Regions from separate parts of the Mus musculus genome. Here regions 1, 2 and 4 are each linked to region 3. A link is a contact called in public Hi-C, HiChIP or PLAC-seq and promoter capture Hi-C data. All regions are on one chromosome and are shown on one strand. The core of a region is the stretch at or near the end of the contact, and the rest is flanking DNA. Distances in the headings are between cores, read along the strand shown.

The links. Promoter capture Hi-C pulls out the DNA fragments that hold promoters and counts their contacts. Hi-C and Micro-C count contacts between places; a contact is called where the count stands out from the background. HiChIP or PLAC-seq counts read pairs in DNA pulled down with a chosen protein or histone mark.
Region 1: a FOXA1 HiChIP or PLAC-seq map of pancreatic cancer cells shows a contact between it and region 3. The contact joins the promoter of Ntn3 here to the promoter of Prss22 in region 3. A contact is called at or near these places in 8 of 39 promoter capture datasets (the 3T3-L1 cell line, the HPC-7 cell line, the SN4741 cell line and 3 more) and 1 of 115 datasets of contacts at active chromatin or transcription factors (pancreatic cancer cells).
Region 2: a Hi-C map of embryonic fibroblasts shows a contact between it and region 3, with 2.1 times the contacts expected there. The contact joins the promoter of Pdpk1 here to the promoter of Prss22 in region 3. A contact is called at or near these places in 2 of 39 promoter capture datasets (the HPC-7 cell line and macrophages), 2 of 15 datasets of contacts at CTCF or cohesin (CD8 T cells and the NIH/3T3 cell line), 7 of 484 Hi-C or Micro-C datasets (the AML12 cell line, the C2C12 cell line, the HL-1 cell line and 4 more), 4 of 115 datasets of contacts at active chromatin or transcription factors (embryonic stem cells, intestinal villus epithelium and pancreatic cancer cells) and 1 of 9 other capture datasets (pancreatic islet).
Region 4: a contact with region 3 is called in a promoter capture Hi-C map of embryonic stem cells, with 5 times the contacts expected there. The contact joins the promoter of Flywch1 here to the promoter of Prss22 in region 3. A contact is called at or near these places in 17 of 39 promoter capture datasets (the 3T3-L1 cell line, the C10 cell line, the HPC-7 cell line and 10 more), 5 of 115 datasets of contacts at active chromatin or transcription factors (craniofacial prominence, embryonic stem cells, forebrain and 2 more) and 5 of 9 other capture datasets (adipose tissue, embryonic stem cells, liver and 2 more).

The regions. Positions count from the first base shown.
Region 1 is chr17:24,207,432-24,211,083 of GRCm38.p6, reverse strand. It overlaps Ntn3 (netrin 3), which reads left to right and starts at 1,697. Exons shown (of 6, transcript NM_010947.3): 1 at 1,697-3,025; 2 at 3,097-3,285; 3 at 3,369-3,518; 4 at 3,641-3,652. The coding sequence starts at 2,098.
Region 2 is chr17:24,139,685-24,143,023 of GRCm38.p6, reverse strand. Pdpk1 (3-phosphoinositide dependent protein kinase 1) reads left to right here and starts at 1,430. Exons shown (of 14, transcript NM_011062.4): 1 at 1,430-1,587. The coding sequence starts at 1,564. It overlaps Gm33409 (a long non-coding RNA gene), which reads right to left and starts at 1,461. Exons shown (of 2, transcript XR_876671.3): 1 at 864-1,461; 2 at 426-573.
Region 3 is chr17:23,996,831-23,999,991 of GRCm38.p6, reverse strand. Prss22 (protease, serine 22) reads left to right here and starts at 1,892. Exons shown (of 6, transcript NM_133731.2): 1 at 1,892-2,069; 2 at 2,655-2,681; 3 at 3,155-3,161. The coding sequence starts at 1,988.
Region 4 is chr17:23,770,018-23,773,274 of GRCm38.p6, reverse strand. It overlaps Flywch1 (FLYWCH-type zinc finger 1), which reads left to right and starts at 1,673. Exons shown (of 8, transcript NM_001357994.1): 1 at 1,673-1,860.

The DNA.
Region 1 (3,652 bases), core at 448-2,947, 210 kb before region 3:
AATGGCCATTTGAGCTCCTGTCCGGCTCCATCCCTCAGGACCTGATCAATGCAGAGATCACCAGGCACCAACTTCCACCCACATCAGAATCCATCTCATACTCTGCAGACCCCAGCAGTCACAGTTCACAGGGAGCTGAGCTAGAGATAAGGCTTACTTCACTGTTGGCGTGAAAGGCTGTCCCCCTGTCCCACCTCCCATAGTTGTCTGACAGTCTGGGGACTCTAGCATGGGCTTGATGTTCAGAGGACAGCCTGGTTTTCCCCTGAGTCAGCTGTTCTAGAGGAACAAGTGTCCAACACCCTGCCACACTGCTTCTCTCCCGGTGCCTGCCTCTGCCGCAGCCCCTGTGTCCTGGGAAGGGTCCAGGGTTCTTGTTTCACTATTCCTTTCCTGAGAGCTTCTGTTTCTCTCCTTTTTTGTTGTAGGAACACTTTCAGTCCAGAATGCTAGCTCTGAGTATACAGGCATTCTCCCTCATATGGCCTCTCTTACCATCTGCAGGGACTGGCCTGTGGTCAGCCTCCTTTCTGAAACCAGGTAATTGGACCTCAGGACTGCTCCCCCAAGATGGAACTGTATCCCACCCGCTCTTCGTGGAGTCCATGGCAGCCTTGCCTGGTCCGTCAGGGACCAAAGGCAGTGAGTGGTTCCTCTTGGCAAGACCCTCTCAGCCACAGCCCACCTCCAACTTGTACCCCAGCAACTCATCTGGGGCATCTGCCTGTTTTTCTACCCAGATGTACTAGGCTGTAGACGGTCAGGTTCAGGGATTCTGACTCTGGTTTATTTGTGACCAGCCCCTCTCCAGTCGTTAAATCCCACTCCTTACCTTTCCACGAGGGTGGGGGTGGGGTAACAGGTGAACAGACCTTGAACCCCAAGGGACCATCAAATAGGCTGTACTTTGTGCTCAAACTTTCAAGCCCTTCTGGACAATGGGGCTATCCTATGACACAGCTATACCCTGAGACCCAGGAGTGATTTAGATTAAGAGATTGGCTGGATCTCACTGTCCAACCGTGACCTCATCACTTAGCCGCATCCCTAGTGCACCTCGCTTAGGATGATATCTATGTTAGCTCATCAAATGCTCCCAGCAACTCCACAAAGCATGGCAAACAATAGACATTTTGGTGGATGAGGAAACTGAGGAACTCAGGCCACACAGCCAGAAATCCAAACAGCTTGGATTTAAAATAAGACCTGAGTTCTTTCTGCTAGAACAGACTACTGCCTTGGGGATACCTTACAAGAACACCAGCCCCAACTGTCTTCTTCCCCCATTCTGGGGAGCATCCAAGACTTCAAGCTTCAGTTCTAAGGTTGTGCCTGCATGATGGGCCTCTGGGAGGAGTGGCCCAGACCCCAGCCCAGCACGTGGCACCACCCCAGGAGCAGTCAAAGCCTGGCTTCAGGCCGAGGACCCTGCTGGGTGGTCCCTCACGGGCTGTAAGGCTGAGCTGCCCCCTCCCGTAAGCGCATTCCTGGCTCTCCAGCCCCTCCCCCCGGATCGTGGGCCTCCCAGCCCCCTCCCGCGCTGGCCCAGCCTGTGTCTGAATCTGCTTCTGATTCTGGCTGTCGGGACAAGGCCCCCTCCCCTCCTTCCTTCCCGGCCCGAGCAGCTCCGCCCCTGGCTAGGACCAGGCTTGCTCCTGCTGAGCCCCCCACCCCCTTCTGGCACAGCTCCTCTGCTCTCGCTGCAGCCAGGAGAAGCCGGCAGCCCGGGCGCCCCAGGCCCCGCCCGCCCAAGGCCCTTCCCGGGAGGCCGGGAGACCTGCTCCTCCTGGCCCTCCGTGGGTGAGTGCTGGCGGCCGGCGGCGGGTGGGGCCTCCGCGGGCGGAGGCACCGGGAGCGGGGGCGACGCCTGTCAACGCTTCAGGCCTAGCAGGAGGACTCGCCAACATCCCTGCTCCTGTGCTCGGCCCCGGGCGTGCCGGTGGCTGCTCCCACTTCTGGGCCTGTGCTGGGGGCCGCCCTGGTGCTCTGCTATCTTGGCACTGCAGACCCGGCACGCAGAGTAGCGGACTAGGCTCTCTCTTCGAGGGCAGACTCGTTAGGCGGAAGCTGGCTGGTTGACTTACAGCGGCCACGGCCATGCCCACCTGGCTCTGGGGGCTGCTGCTGACCGCGGGCACGCTCTCCGCTGCACTGAGCCCAGGGCTGCCGGCCTCTGCCGACCCCTGCTATGATGAGGCGAGGGAGCCTCGCTCTTGTATTCCTGGCCTTGTGAACGCTGCTCTGGGCCGAGAGGTGCTGGCGTCCAGCACGTGCGGGAGGTCGGCCAATCGCGTCTGCGATTCCTCGGACCCGCAGCGGGCACACTCTGCAGACCTCCTGACCTCTGCTCCGGGCACTGCAAGTCCTCTCTGTTGGCGCTCCGATTTGCTGCAACAGGCACCTTTCAACGTAACCCTCACAGTGCCCCTGGGGAAGGCTTTTGAGCTGGTCTTCGTGAGCCTGCGCTTCTGCTCAGCTCCTCCAACCTCCGTGGCCCTGCTTAAGTCGCAGGACCATGGCCGCAGCTGGGTCCCCTTGGGCTTCTTCTCTTCCAGCTGTACCCTGGACTATGGCCGTCTGCCTGCTCCTGCTGATGGCCCTTCTGGTCCAGGGCCAGAAGCCCTCTGCTTTCCAGCCCCCCAGGCTCAGCCTGATGGTGGAGGCCTTCTGGCCTTCAGTGTGCAGGATGGCAGCCCACAGGGCCTGGATCTGGACAACAGCCCCGTGCTCCAAGACTGGGTGACTGCCACAGATATTCGCATAGTACTCACAAGGCCTGCCATTCAGGGAGACACCAGGGACGGTGGGGTGACAGTCCCCTACTCCTACTCAGCCACTGAGCTTCAGGTGGGAGGTCGATGCAAGTGCAATGGGCATGCCTCACGGTGTCTGTTGGACACCCATGGCCACCTGGTCTGCGACTGCCAGCATGGTACAGAGGGCCCTGATTGCAGCCGCTGCAAGCCCTTCTACTGCGACAGGCCATGGCAGCGGGCTACAGGGCAGGAAGCCCACGCTTGCCTTGGTGAGGCCTTGGAGGGTAGCCTGGGGACTTCTGACCAGGCAGGGCTGCCCCTGACTGACCCTTCCCTGCAGCTTGCTCCTGCAACGGCCATGCGCGAAGATGCCGCTTCAACATGGAGCTCTACCGACTGTCCGGCCGCCGCAGTGGGGGCGTGTGCCTCAACTGCCGGCACAATACAGCTGGTCGTCACTGCCACTACTGCCGGGAGGGCTTCTATCGTGATCCAGGCCGTGTCCTGAGTGACCGTCGTGCTTGCAGAGGTGAGCCTGCCACCTATACACGTTCGTGATTTACTTCCCCAGAACCCCAGCTACAGTTCTGAGCTTATCATTTCTGTCCTCAGCTTGTGACTGCCACCCAGTTGGTGCTGCTGGCAAAACCTGTAACCAGACCACAGGCCAGTGTCCCTGTAAGGATGGTGTTACTGGCCTCACCTGTAACCGCTGTGCCCCAGGTTTCCAGCAGAGCCGTTCTCCTGTGGCACCTTGCGTTAGTGAGTGACCCTGCCCTGTCTCAGTCACCTCAGCCAAAGTCGCATCAGCTACTGACTGTTGTCTGTTCCCTGAGCCTTTCCGTCAGATACCCCATTATAGACTATTCTCCCACACTCCTTAGAGACTCCTGTCC
Region 2 (3,339 bases), core at 181-2,680, 140 kb before region 3:
TTTCTCAGCATTGCTCCTCTTACATTCCCAAGGTTCCCTAAGCCTTATTTGGAGGGGGACTCATATAGATGCTCCCTTTTATTTATCTTGTGTTTGTTTGTTTTGCAAGACAGAGTTTCTCTGTGTAGCCCTGCCTCTGCCTCCTGAGTGCTGAGATCAAAGGAATAAGCCACTATGACCTGGTTCTAGATGCCCCATTTAAGGCTGAATACTCACAGTAATTTTCAGCACTTTAAATTATTTTACACAAATGACAAATATCTGGAAAGGGTGGTGAATACCTATACCCAAGCACTAGGAAATCTAAGGCAGAAAGATCATGAATTCAAGACAAGCCCAGTCTACATAGTGATGTCCAGGCTAGCCAGGGTTACATACTGAGACACTGTCTCAAAAACACCACAAAAAACAAAGGGCGCAAGGGCTATGGGTGTAATTTAGAAACATTTAATTTTGAGATGATCTAGCATGTGTGAGGTCTTGAGTTAATTCCCAACACTGAAAAAAAAATGGGGAAGGTCTGTAGAGATGGCTCAGTATGATGCCTGCTATGCAGGCAAGTCCTCAGCACTCCTGTAAAAGAAAGCTGGAGATGGTGGGGGTGTGTCTGTACCTTCACCCCTGGGAAAACAGAGACAGGGGGACCACTGCATCTCACTGGCCAGCCAGCCAGCCAAGAGGGATCAGCAAGTTCCAGGTAGCGACTGGTATAGGAAGACATCTGACAAACCCACAAAGTGGACACACACATACACTGTACACACAGCGCAAAAAGTTTACAAAAATTGTATGCGTTTCACCATAATTTAAAAAAACATCTACAGCGGTTGTCATAATGACAACTAAAGGAGGATGTGGCATACCTGTCATTTCAGCAGCTGGGAGGCTGAGACAGGATTGCCGCAAGTAGGAGGCCAGTCTGTTCTCGATAGTGAGATCCTGCTGGGAAAGGAAAAAAAAAAAAAAAGCAAGCTCACAAAGACGTCCATCAAAATATTGGCAAAAACAGGTTCATCAGGAGTGACAGGACGGCTTGTTTTCTGCTTCAAATCATAGCCCAATTTCTCTCCCAGATTACTCGTGACCTGTGAATCAGATTCAAGTTGTCCTGGCAGTAGGTTCGAGCTCAGCCTTGCTGCTGCCCCAGGCGTGACCTTGGCCCGCTGGCTACGGAGCCTCAGTTTACCTGACAGGGAACGCGGATGACAGCTCGGCGCTCCGGCCCCGGCCCCTCCCCGTCACTTCTGATTGGCTCGCTCAGCCTCCCTCGACAAGCGCGCCGGGCCCCAACCCGGAAATACGGCTCTTGGTCGGGGGCGGGGCCCTCACGGCCCGCCGCCAATGACAGCTATACTGACCAATGGGCGAGAGGAGCGGCGGCTACGTCGCGGAAGTCCTGCTTAGCGTCGCGCGGGGGCGGGGTGGCGCTGGGGGCGGCAGGCGGCGGGGCGGGCGCAGGATGAGGGCGGCCATTGCTGGGGCTCCGCCGCGGGGAGGAGGACGCTGAGGAGGCGCCGAGCAGCGCAACGCTGCGGGGGAGGCGCCCGCGCCGACTTGGGGCTCATGGCCAGGACCACCAGCCAGCTGGTGAGCGCGCGGCTGCTGTAGGGCGCACCGGTCCGTTACCCGGGAGCGTGGCGGTCGCCTGGGTTCTGCTGGGCGAGGCGGGGCGGCCCGGTGTCGCGGGCCGGGCGGCGCCTCACCTGCGGCTGGGTGGCGGGCAAGACTGTTGGCACCGGCCGAGGGTTCCTCTCGGCTGCGGCAGGGAATGCGGGCCCCGGCTCGGGCTGTCGGCGGCAGCCGGGGGCGCTGACAGGGCACGGAGGGCGGGGGAGGCCGGGAGGTGTCACCCGGTCGGGCGGGGTGGAAGTGCCTGGAAAGTTTGTTTTCGGCTCTGTGCAGCCTGGAGCCGAGCCTCTGGGCTTACCTTGAGGTCCTGCCCGAGGAGGAGCATTCTCCATCCTTTACCTGGAGGAGGTTCCTGGGAAGCAGGAGATGTGAGTTCCTGCTTGTAGCACCTGATGCTGGAGGCTCCTTTCCAGATTCTTGGTCAGCGGGGCATTTCGGTCCTCCTCTTGCCTGCAGTTCTACGCTCAGTGAGGTGGGAAGCCCTGGGAGGCCGGGCTTAGAGGCCCCAGCGAGGGCAGCCTAAGTTTGACAGGGAGGAGGGGTTGGGGGGGGCGGGCGGAAGGACGAGGACGACAAAACCAACCACTTGTTGGGTGAAATGTTTGTTTTCTCTGTGTTGTTAAATAAGTATCCATAGTTGTATTTTCTGGTAAGTTTTAGAGTTCTTAGATCAGCGTGTCTGCCTTGTATGAGATATGAAGTGGCTGATGAGAAGATGTCAGACGCCGAGCAAGATTTGGTTCAAAAGGCAAACCTCCTTGGGCTAGGGCTGTGGTTCAGTGGTAATCTGCTTGCTTCACATGTTCAGGGCTCTTGGGTTCGATCCTCACTCCAGCTTTCAGGGAGTGGGGCGGGATGGGAAGAGGGTTGTTGGTCTCTTTATTCGAGGGGACTGAAGAAACTCACTTGGTTCAGTATGGTCTAGGATGTGTCTGTGGTAGTGGTTTTTGGAGGGTCATGAGCCCCTTTAAGAATCAAAGTATGGGCTCCTTTTGAGAAGCATACACAGTTGCACGGAATTTTGTTGCTACCAGAGGCTCAAGAGCCTTCTGCATCTCATCCATGGACTTGAAGTTATAACCCTCTACTGTGAGATGGATGGTAATTAATCCAAATTCTAAAAGGAGGAGGACCTATCCAGCTGAGAAAAATGGTGAAAGGCAAAAAAGGGTGTTGCAACACTTGTGTCTTTACCCCGGGGTGCTTGGGCTAGCACGCAAAAACATGAATCGTGGAAGTCAGAGTGACAGTACTTTGGATATTTATGAAGTGAACTTTGACACAGAGATGCTTTTGCAATGTGTAAGGTGTGTATCTGATGGTGTCTATGGGAAGAGGAAAAGTGTGTTTTCTCACTTTGTCTTGACACTTCCGTGGTAGGCATTTGATATCTACAATTTTCTTCTCATCAGACAGCTTTTTCAGTGTTAAGAGCACTGGAGCCTAGTGAGCAGAAGAAATTACAGAATAAACACAATAGACTTCTCTGTAAGAAAATGAGAAGAAGTAGGCCGTGCATCTTGTCATATATGCACATGTGAGAATATGCTTTGCTTCCTTCCTGTTAGGAAAGGCAGAGATGGTTCCATTGATGGATTTTTTTTTTTGGTCTGAGAACCGGAGATTTGCATAGTTAAAGTGTATTTGCATTTGAACTTTAACCTGGCTTGCTACACTGTCTCAATTAATTTTCCTCAAAGCCTTTCCCCT
Region 3 (3,161 bases), core at 643-3,142:
CTGCCCACCTCTGAAGTATGTCAATGTTATCACTCAGCTGCCGCCCCTGGGAGACGTGAGCTTCCTATGTGGTGTGAAGGACCCGAGCCTCATTCCTCACTGGGTGACCCTAGCTCAGGGCTTGCCAAATAGCAGGGGCCCAAGAAATGTTTGTGGAATGAGTTGGGGTGACCAAGGCCCTCCGTGTCACAGGGAGTAGGTTAAAATGGTGTGGGAGCAGCTGAGGGTGCAGAAGTGGCCCTGAGGGGGCATGTGATTAGATGAGTGAGTGCTCCCCCCACATTTGCTCTATAGCCTCTGGGGTGTCTAGGAAGCTGTCCTCATCTTGGCTGTTCCTGTAGTGACACCCACAATCATAGGAGGTGAAGAATGCACCACTGGGGTTCCTGAGGCCACACATTTTGCATGTTTGGGGTGGGGTGGGGCAGGGGTTCTCTGTCTCATCTTGCCTGCAGGTTAACCCTGGCCTGCCTGCCTCCTTCCCCATAGAACACACCTTAGTCTATTTGCAGTTCACAGTACCCAGGCAAGGTTATGTGAGTGTCACCTTGCCAGAGAGAGGGATACATGTGCTAACTGGGCCTAATACCACCTTAATCTCAAACAGTTGAGGTGGGCAACACAGGGACCTGCAGGGCCAGCTCTGGGCAACTTGGAGGCCCAGGTCAGGGAACTCCCAAGAGAGCTGCAGCTGGCCCAGAGGTGGGAAGAGATCAACCTCTCTTTCTTTCCCTGGGTTCAGTGTTACTGTAGCTGTTCCCACACTTATTCATGGTCTTTTCTTCAGAGTAAGTTTTGTGGGCTATCCCAAGGAGAGTCAGGCACCTCCGATCCTGCTGGGGGGGGCCACTAAGTTCCCACGTCAATCCAGTGAGCAGCCAGGCTACGATATCCCCGAACCAGCCCAGGTTTCTTGGGTGATGAGGGAGCTTGGGGACGGCACAAAGTGGGGTGCAGAGCCTCAGACTGCAGTACTATTTTCACTGAACCCATTTCCTCCACAGCCAGGTCTGATCCCAGGATCTAACCCTGGGGAGAGGAATACATTTGTTTGGGATGATGTCGCTGGTTCCTGCTTGACGTGAGGGTGTCATGAGTATAGGACACTTAGTCAGGACAATCCACACCAGCCTACAGCACCTAAGCTTCCCAAAGCCCAGCTCCCTGGTCCTTTGTGTGTGTGTGTGTGTAGGTCCCATGGTGTGAACGTGACCACAGGGTTAGTTCTTCCCAAGTGTGTGTGGGGCGCATAGGCTGTGGCTCTTGCTTTGGGCTTGGCCTGCTCCCTGGAGTTCAGGTGAGAAATGAGTCACCGGAGGGTCACCTACAGTGACAACTGAGAGGAAGTGCCAGGGACAGCTTGGCCAAATGGCCAAGAGGCCATTATGCCCGTCCCTTTGGGGCCTGAGTCACAGCTTTCGGGGAAGTGGGCTAACGGGATTCCAGGGCCCCAAGTGTCTGTCTTGAGTCATGGAAGCAACCAGGGCCCTGGACATGGGCCGTTAAGGAACAAGGTCCCCCTGGCAACCCCAGCCATTTCAGACTGAGTCACTTCCTACCCCAAACAGTCTGCAAACTACAGGGCTCTTTCTCTGTTTACCTGGGAGTCAGTGTTAAAACCATGCCCTAGGCAGTCAGCAAGTCTCTACTTTCCCCCCTCACCCCCCAACCCCCCATGCAGGGTGACCCCGGGCATACAACTGATCTGGAGACCCCCATCCAGTCTCCTGGTAGCATCCCTAGAACCCAGTAACTGGTTGCTTCCTTCTGGCAACCCCACCTCCTCCTTGACCCACAGTCTGGGTGGCCCAGTCTCAGGCACCTGGGGGACTGGTCCAACAGCATTCTTCCTCACAGGATAAAACCTGGGGCAACCTGTAGGGAACCCTACACACTACAGCCACCCGTCCTGCCAGTCTCAAGCAACACAGCCCTTAGGTCCTTTGAGCCGGCCAGCAGCCTTGCTGGGTCTCCACCCATACCAGCAATGATGATCTCCAGACCTCCCCCAGCACTGGGTGGGGACCAGTTCAGCATCTTAATCCTTCTGGTGCTGCTGACTTCCACAGGTGAGCCCCAAGGGCCTGCTGCTCCTCCTCCCCACATCCTCTCTTCCCTCCTCCTCCTTCCCACAGTCACCTCCTCTTCGCCAGCTCAGCTCAGCTCCTTCCCTTGAGTTCCGTCTCTCTTCTTTCCTCTGTTGCCTTTCATCATCGGCTCCCCATGCCTGTCTCCGTTCTCCTTCCTCTGGCATGTGGTCTGCCTCAGTTTCCCTAGCAGCTATGAGGATTGAATGCATGTGAGTGCTCTGGTCTCAGTGCCTGCTCAGGAGCGCCTCTCACCGCTTCCCTGTGCCCTCCATCTCCTGTTTCCTCTTCCTCCTCTATTTCCATCTTGGGTCTCCTTCTGTTCTGGAATAGGAAGGCAGCTGCCTGGGCTTTCATGGGAGCTGGGGGAGAAAACCTGGGTGACAGTGTGTGTGTGTGTGTGTGTGTGTGTGTCTGTGTGTGTGTGTGTGTGTGTGTGTGTGTGACAGGTGGTGGAGCAGCGAACAGTGCTGGAGGGCCCAGGCTGAGTCTGTTTGGGAAGGTGGGGGAGTCCCCAGGCATGGGGCACAGGGCTCCTCACCACTTTCTTTATTCTCTTGCTCTCAGCTCCCATCAGTGCTGCCACCATCCGAGGTGAGTGTGATCAGGTTGCCTGGCTGGGTGGGGGTGGGGCAGTGGTGTGGACAGTCTTTGTATCTGACTCTATAGGGTAGGTCAGTGTGGGGACCCCAGTCACAGGGGAGCATGAGATTGAAGAGGATGGGATGGATACAGGCAAGAGGAGTTGTGTGGGTGGGTGGGGCTTAGGAAGGTGATGAATCTAGAGAAGGGAGGACAGAAGGGTGAGGGACCAACAGAACCAAAAAAATAAAGGTTAAGGGGAGTGGGAGGGAAGGCCAGATAAAGGAGAGAAGAAGGCAAGGGCCAGTCCCTGATAACTAAAGGGGACAGGGACAGGGCAGGCAGGCACTCTCCCTGCAGCAGCAGGCTGTGCTGGACACATGCTGTGCTGGGCACAGGTTTGAGGCCTTGCAGGGGGGTTGACAGGCAAGTCAGAAGACAATTGTGTCTACTGAGATGACAGAAGATGCCATCCCTTGTGCCAGTGTCCCC
Region 4 (3,257 bases), core at 424-2,923, 230 kb after region 3:
TCTCCAAAAATATTTACATTATGGTTCATAACTAGCAATATTACAGTTAGGAAGTAGCAACAAAAATAATCGTATGGTTGGGGGTCACCACGGTATGAGGAACTGTATTAAGGGGTCACGGCTTTAGGAAGGTTGAGAGCCACTACCTAACAGTGTTTCTTTTCAAAACGGTTTGTTTTTGGAGACAGTCTATGAAGAATCAGCTTCCAGGACTCGCTGTGTAGCCCAGGATGGCCTCATTCTCCTGCCTCTGTCTCCGCAATTCTGAGTTTACAGGCTTGCCCCGCCACACAGGGCTTCCCATTTTCTCTCTAAAAGTTAAAAGTTTTTTAACTTTTAGATTTCTGAAACCAAAACCAAAACCAAAACCCTTATCTTTCTCTTCTACTTACTTATTCACCTATATTGTTGTTTTTAAAACCCAGGGTCTCATGTAGCTCAGGCTTGCCTTACATTCACTATGTAGCTGATGAAAGACTTGAATTCCTGATTCTCTTGCTTCTGTTTCATTTGTGCCACACACATTCAGCTCCTGGATTCTTATTTAAATATGCGATCTGTTATTGTCACTATTTCAAATCTCAGATAGTCCTGGATTGGGAGAGGGGGGTATCTAAGGGTTTCAACGTGCTGCATAAGAATGTTCTTTGGAGGGCTGGCGAGATGGCTCAGTGGTTAAGAGTGCCGACTGCTCTTCCGAAGGTCCAGAGTTCAAATCCCAGCAACCACATGGTGGCTCACAACTATCCGTAACGAAATCTGATGCCCTCTTCTGGAGTGTCTGAAGACAGCTACAGTGTACTTACATATAATAAATAAATAAATCTTAAAAAAAAAAAAGAATGTTCTTTGGAACTGGCTCAGTTATGAAGACCATTGGGCTGCTTCCAAAGGACCCAGCCTTGATATCCAGCACCCACATGGTGGTTCATAACTCTGGGCAACTCCAGGAGATCCTATGCCCTCTTTTGGCCTCCACAGGCACCAGAAATGCACATGGTGTACAGATACACATGCAGACAGAACATCCAAATACATTTTAAAAATACACTTAAAATATGTCAGAGTTATGTTTTTTAAAAAATAAAAAAGAAAGGAAGGAAGGAAGAAAACTGGGTGGCAGTGGCGCATGCCTTTGATCCCAGTACTCACCGTGCTAGGGTGGCAGAGGCAGGCTGATCTCTGAGTTTGAGGCCAGCCTGGTCTATAGAGAGCATTCCAAGACAGCCAGGGCTACGGAGAGAAACCCTGTCTTAAAATAAAAATAAAAATAAAAAATAAAGAAATAAAATACTTAAAATGTAAAAAAGAAAGTTCTGAAGGTCACAGGCCTAAAGACGCACTTAAGCCAAAGCTACAACTTCGTAAGAATGCAGTCAAATCCTATAAAAGTCCTGTTCTCTCTATCAATAGCGCTGTCATCCTTTTAGTGATGACTCCCAGCCTGCATCCTTGCTACAAATTCACCTGTCGCCCCGCCCTCCCGGATGCAGTAGCGGGACCATGGGTTGTCCCGCCTTCTTCCTTGTTAGTAGACCCGCCCCTGATGCTGATTGGCTAGGGTGTCAAGTTGACACTGCGCAGAGAAGACCCGGAGAAGTGGTATCCGCCTCAGGAATGGCTCCGCGCCTCTGCTGCGCATGCTCGCTAGTAGTTTCTAGGCTTCCCAAGCAGGCGTCTCGCGGGGGCGCGCGCGCGGGCACGGGCTCGCTCCCCAGGGGGCAGTTGGCGGCGGGAGCGGGCGGCGGGGTCGTGGTTCCTAGAGCAGCCCCGGCTGCTAGGCCGGCGCCTGCGTTGGCGGACACTCACACGAAGGATCGGGTGGCTCAGCCGCCGGAGAGGCAGGGCCCGCTGCCGTCGGTGAGGACGGGCCCCTGCGGGCGGGAGGGTCGGACCAGCGGAGCGATGCCTGGTCCGGCTATCCTGGGGTCGCGCCCGGTGCTGGGGAGGGGCCCCAGCTCTGTAGCTCGGGCATGGGGTGCTTCTTTGTCGGACATCCACGATGCGCCTCCTTTCTACCTGATCTCTCCATCAACCCACTCGACTCCTGTACCGATCTTAACACCTCTAAATCCGGGACCACACATTCGCCCATCTTCCTTGAACCGTGTCCACCCATTGCATGTCCATCCAGCTCTGTCCTCCGTCGCGGCCCATCCTTGGCGGCCGCAGGTCCCAATGACCTTGCACTTTTTGCCGGTTGTTACCCCTCCTCGTTCAGACTATAGGTTGCCCATTGTGGCTTTCAAACTTTGTGACGCATTCTAGACTGAGAAAGATGTTTTATGTGTATATTCTGTGCCTGAAGATAGATTTCGTGAATCGCAAGTTTAAAGAGAGTCGCTTACCAATCTCACATGACGCAGATCTATTTAGGCTGTGTTCTAATTCATTCCTTTCTGTTCCGTTCCATTCCATTCCAAATGACTGACTTGCTAACCCATTGATTCAAGACCTAGCTTATCTGACAGTTTTAAACCCCCCTTTACTCCTTACTCTACAATCAGATAACCATCCCCAAGAAAGATCTTTTTGTTATGATGTTTTGTTTTTAACTTCTTTGCTTTCCAGGGTCCTTACCATTGCTGGGGCTTGGTTTAGATTTCTGGTATGTTTATCTCATTGTTCTCCCAAGTGCCACTAGTCTGACTTGTGGGAACAAAACAGCATATGAAGTAGAGGAGAGCTGATAATACATGCTCACTTATGCAGATGAAGATGGCTTTGCTGGGGGAGGGATGTGAAGCTGAATTGTTAGGTAAAGGAATCCGTCTAGCCAAGATTCTCATCTAGGAGGATTGCGGAAATCTATCAGTTGGCTTCCCACATCTCATGTGGGTTTTCCTTATCATTCTGAGTGTGTGTTTGTGTGTCTCTGTGCATGCATACACAAGGCTGTTTATCACTCTCTGCCTTATTCCTTTTTGTTTGTTTGTTTCAAGACAGGGTTTTTCTATGTAGCCCTCATCTGTGGGCTTCAGGTGGGCCTCAAATTCACAGAGCTCCTCCACCCCCTGCCTCCTGAGTGCTGGAATTAAAGGTATGTATCACCATGTCCTGCTGCAGCGTCTGCATTGCTGAATCGCTTTGGAACAGTATCCTCAGTTCACTGTCCCATCCCTCCTCTCCACCAGGAGTATTGGTTCCCCGGTGACTTGAGAAAAGAGGTGGTAGTGGGTTTTATTTAGTACATAAAGCCCAAAGGTGCCAATAAACATCGTACCCTGCCCATCCCAGGGAAATGAGATCAGGTCTAG